Linked DNA regions of Macaca mulatta: region 2 is linked to region 1. Evidence: chromatin contacts called from public Hi-C data. All regions are on one chromosome and are shown on one strand. Each heading gives the region's core, a stretch centred on a gene start, on an enhancer-like site or on the middle of the called end of the contact. The rest is flanking DNA. Distances are from core to core; before and after follow the strand shown.

Evidence for each region. Hi-C and Micro-C count contacts between places; a contact is called where the count stands out from the background.
Region 2: a Hi-C map of fetal cortex germinal zone shows a contact between it and region 1, with 3 times the contacts expected there. The contact joins the promoter of GPR176 here to the promoter of FSIP1 in region 1. A contact is called at or near these places in 5 of 14 Hi-C or Micro-C datasets (blood, cortical neurons, fetal cortex germinal zone and 2 more).

The regions. Positions count from the first base shown.
Region 1 is chr7:17,093,614-17,096,244 of T2T-MMU8v2.0, forward strand. It overlaps FSIP1 (fibrous sheath interacting protein 1), which reads right to left and starts at 1,290. Exons shown (of 12, transcript XM_001092473.5): 1 at 1,088-1,290.
Region 2 is chr7:17,232,111-17,234,741 of T2T-MMU8v2.0, forward strand. GPR176 (G protein-coupled receptor 176) reads right to left here and starts at 1,346. Exons shown (of 3, transcript NM_001266154.1): 1 at 581-1,346. The coding sequence starts at 752.

The sequences.
Region 1 (2,631 bases), core at 40-2,539:
ATTGGTGTGTTTACAATCCTTTAGCTAGACAGAAAAGTTCTCCAAGTCCCCAACCAACCCAGAAGCCCAGCCGGCTTCATCTCTCACTATTAGCAACATAAAGGAACAAACAACAGATACACAGAACATGAGTGAATAGCATGATGCATGATGCTAAGCTGAAAGAAACCTGATTCAAAAGGCCACAGGGTGTTTGTTTCCATCAATATGACAGTCTGGAATGGGCAAAATTACAGGAACAAAAAACTAAGTGGTTGCCAGCAATAGGGTTAGGGGAGGGGTTAACTACAAAGAGCACTAGGGAATTTGGGGTTCATGACGAAACTTCCATATTCTGATTGTGGTGGCTGGTAATTACATAACTGTATGCATTTGTCAAAACTCATAGAACTTTAGATTAAATGGGTGAGGCTTACCATAAGTTATACCTCAATTGTAAGTTAATATCTTTGTGCCAATATTTCTTTAGCTATGGTAATACATCCATAAAATAAATTAGAATTGCTGAGTCAAAGAACAATTATGTTTCAAATTTTGGTAGTTCGCCAAATTGTACTCCAAAAAGGCTGCACCAAATTACACTACTTCCCCAACAGTGGACTGGGGCCCATCTGATTATGTCAAAGTTGTTTCATCTTCTCCAGTCTGAGAGGTGTAAAAGGTATCTGTGAATTTGGTTTACATTTCTTCACGAGAAAAGTTGAGTCTCTAATCAATTGTTTGCTGTTTGCATCTTTTTATTTTACCTGTGAAATGCCTATTTGCATCCTTTACCGTTTAGGGTCTAGTTTAAATGGCTGGTGATCAGTTATAGATCTTGGTGGGAAGATCTAGATCTCGGGAAAGTGGAAGCCTTGGTTGGTTACAGGTCCTAATGTTAGGTGATTCCTGGAGAAACAGCCTCCGCGGAGGCAGAAGCCCTTGGGGCCCCGCCCCCAATAAGCCCGCCCCCGCCCTCTCATTGGCCATGTCCGCTCTCACTGACAGTCCATCTACGAGCCAAGCGGCCCGATGCACCTCCACCCCGCCCACTCCTCGGCGCACCGCCCCGCGACCGAGCTCCGCCCTCGTCTGCGCGGCCCCTCACCTTCTCGCCGGGCCTCCTCGAGGAACTGGCCGCCGGCAGTCAGAGCGCAGACGGCCGCAGAAGCGCGCCGCCGACACTCGCCGAGCCAGCCACTTCCCCACAGAGAAGAGGGATCTCTCCCGCCACCTCAGCCTCTCTGGTGGTGGAAGAAGCCGCCAGTTCAAAGCCCTCCCGCCCGTAGCACCGCTGTTTCTCTGGCAACCAGATGCGCGACGCTTGCGGTCTCGCGATAGGGGAAAGGGCTGTACCATCCGGAAATGGGACGGGGGCCGGCTGCTGCTGGAGGTCCGCGAGCTGGGCGGCCTGGGTGTGTCCCTCCGTCTTCGCGGCCGACCGTGGGCGTGGGGAGCGATTTGTTCGTCTTTAGGTTGGATTCGGAATGGGGACGTCTGAATGCTTGTGTATCTCTGTCCCTCAGGTTGCTGTGATGCCTTACAGGTCAGCTATTCTCTCCGAGCAGTTTCCCCCTCCGCAAAATGGGAACAATAATAATTCTCTTCTCACAAGACTTGTGCAACTCAAAAAGACCATGTATGTGAAGCTCTAGTAAATTTGGGGTGCTATGGAAATTTTAAAAATATTCGTTTTGCACAGATTTGGCTACAGTCCAAAAAGTTATAATTGCTTGTTGCACCTTCTTTCATTTCTCAGTTCCTCTAATTCTCAGTGCACGAAAATTATTTCCCTACGTCCACAAACTGATTTTCCTCACCTCCAGTGCCATCAGATTTCTCCTGCTTCCCAGCACGTTACCGTTTACAGAGCATTTTCGCATTCATGGCTCCTTTGTCCTCATTGTTTTAACTAGATAAGATGTGGTTTTCTTCAGCGAAGCAAATAGTCATAGGTTGAGTTGCCGAAAGAACACAGCTGCGGTCTAGGCCAGTGCTGGATATTAAAAACCTGGCTGTAAATGTCTTCCCTATGCTCCTGAATCCTGCATCTTATCACCAGCCCAGACTTCCCTGAACTCCAGACTCCTTTACCTAACTGCCTATTTGACATATCCACTTAGATGTGTAAACATCTCAAACTTAACACAGGAAAAAACAACTTCTCCAGAGTCCCCACCCACTCTATCCATCTCAGCAAATGGTAATTTCATCCTGTCATGCCTAAACCAAAAACCTTGGAGTTGTCCTCAATTCCTCTTCCTCTCACACTTTACAGTCAATTCGTCCTATCAGCTCAGCATTCAGAATATATCCAGAATCCAAACACTCGTCAGAAGTTCAGTGCTTCCATTCAGGTCCACGCAGACATCATCTCTGAATGATAAGGCTTTCCGTTGGCTCTCTGACCTCCACTCCTACCTACTGCTTCCCGTGGTAAACCTGGTTCCAGCCTCACTGTCCTCATTGTTAGTGTTTCTGTGCAGGGATTTCTTCCCAGCATTTCTCAGGGAATTTATGTGGCTTTCCAAATCTCAAAAGAAAAAAAGTTGCAAAATGAAGAAAAAAGGAGAAAGTATCCTAATTCTCCTGTGAGAATTAAAATTTAGCAGCCAACCTAGGGATGTTACTGAAGAAATTCACCAATGTCAA
Region 2 (2,631 bases), core at 96-2,595, 140 kb after region 1:
TGGGTTTTATTTTGTTGTTTTAAAATCATCTACAGGCGACATACAGCTTAACTTCACAGGGTTGTTTACCAGCAGGTCGGTGTTCTGAAGAAGCACGCCGTAAAACATGCACAGAATAAGGGTCTATCAAAATAATCGTATATATTATTATTTCGATATATATATGGAAAGATGGGATGGCAAAACATCTTTAACAGAATGGGTAACACTCCTTTCAATCATCAGTAACAAATTCCCACAGGATCTTTATTCCTCGCTATTTGTAAACAAGAGCTGAAGCCAGCCGGGCACCCAGGAGCGTTCCGCGAGGGCCATCTGAGGAGGGGGACCCCCGCCTGGATCCCGCTCCATCCTCGGGCCACGAGGAAGCCCTGTTGGAACTCTTCTGCTCCCGCGTGGAGGCTGGAGTCCACCGTCCCCGCTTAACTACACTGCAGCTACCCGGGATCCTTAAGCCTCCTCCAACTCTGCACTTTGCCAGGCACCCGAAACCCACGGTGGCTGGGCGGCCCTGCTCCCGGCTCTCCGAGCCTGTACCCTCGGGGAGGCCCGGGCCGGAGGCACCCCGCGGGAGGCTTACCGAGCAGCGAGCCTATGAAGATGACGACCTGCACGGTGGTGGTGAACTGGCGGTACAGCTGCGCCTCGCCGAACTTCCCGAGCGCGCTGCGGTTCACGCCAGCAGCCTCGGCGCCGGACGCGTTGTGCGGCTCGCTGGCGTTTGGAGAGATCCAGCTCCCGTTATGTCCCATGGCGAGGCTGAGACTCCGGCTCCGCGCGCCGCCCGCCTCGGAGCCCCGCGCGGAGCCTCTCCTCCTCCGGGTGAGGAGGGACGCGCGGGCGCCTGGTGGAGTCCTGGAGGAGCCGGGGCAGCCGACGGGTCCCCTCACGTCTCCACATCGCCAACCCCGGCGCCCAGGAGGCGGGGAGGGAGGGAGGAGCGGCTGCGCCCCATGCCCACTCCCTCCTGGATCCCCGTCAGCAGCCACATGAAGGCAGCACGGTCAGAGCCCGCCGAGCGTCGTCCGTCCCTCCTCCAGGGTGGTCAGCGTGGCCCAGCCCACTCGGCAGGAATGGAAACACAGAAGGAGGCATTCGATGCTCAAGGAGGGCGCTCTCCGCTCCCGCTGCCTCCTTCAACCGCGGGTCCTCCGCCCCCCGAGGGCTAGGGCATCCCTCTCCAGTCCCCTCGGGCTGACGCACTGGGCCCCTCTCCTCAGCGGGAGGAGAACGTTTGGCCGAAGCTATTTTTCAGTCCTGCTGGCTTCGAAGCTGGATGGCGATGTGAAGCCAACGAAATGCCCACGCCGAGTGGCCGGAGCCACGAGGGGACCCCCGAGTGCCCGACAGCGCCCATGGCTTGGGCGGAAAGCCCTGAGTGCCCACAGCAGCCTGGCCCTGCGCGCCCAGCCTCCCGACAAGACGCCCGTGCTGGGTCCTGCTTCCCAGCCCCTCACTGGGGGCTCCGACCTCCTGCCTCAGCACCGGCAGCGGGGACCCCGTTCCGCAGCGCCTTTTTGCCTCTGCATGGCTGGGCGCCCCCTTTCCTATCCCCCTTCGGGCCCTCGGCCGCTAGAACAGAGCTTGACAGCCAGGCGGGGAAGAGGGAGGACGCCCCCAGCGGGGCAGTGGCACCGTCTGCGCGGCTGCTAGACTCTTGGTGCGCGCCTGGGGCAGCCGGGGACGCGCGGCTGGCGAGGATGGTCACGTGGCACTCGCGGCCTCGCCTCTCGCGCCCAGGCTGCCGCGGGGAGGGCGCCATCTTGGCCCCGCGGAGCGTGACTGTCTCGGCTGGAAGCGTGGGTGGCCGGAGGATCCGTGACTGGCTGTCGTGGACACGCTCGCTACACCTCCCGGAGCTTCGTTCCATTTACTATTAACTGTCGTTACTTCTCTGTATCTCGTCAGCAGGGGCTGCCTGCGGTCTTAGAATTACACGTCCCTGCCACCTGGGCAGGAAGCCCAGTCTCCCGGCCCCTCAGTCAGGCCTTGGGTGTAGCTGGAGCATTTAAGAAAAATGAAATATAGAAACTCAGTGCATGGTTTTCTGGGCCTTTTTATTGAATATCATTTGTAAAATGTACACAATATAACCCAGGCCTAGTGGATTCCAGGACAGAAAAGGTTGGGAGCTGGGATAGTCAAGTAAACAAGAAGAAATAGTAAAGTAAGAGATGCCAAGTGGGAGAGGAAACTGTATGGATGCAGAGAGAGGATCTGGGGTAAAGAGAAAAAAGATGCATGGTCGACTTTATGGAAACTCATTTCTTTTTAATAAGTGAAGTACATGGTAGAAGACTTTGACATGTTGATTATGGGACTGGGACAAAGGACAGTAACTCAAGAATTGATTAAAATTACAGTTATTCCTTGGTTGCCCCAAGGATGGTCCTGGTATAATATGGCTATTTCCTTTTCACTGGTAACCCTTATTTACTCTTGAAAGGGTAAAAAAATCCGTGTCTTGTACATATTTGGAGTCTCACAATATCTTCACATAGTAATCTATGTGAGAATTATTTTAAACATTTTGGAGACCGAAAAGGGGAGAGAGAAAAAGACAGAAAATTACTAATTACACTAATTGTATTTTTCCCCCAAGAACGCCATTACCAGTGGTTAACATTGGTT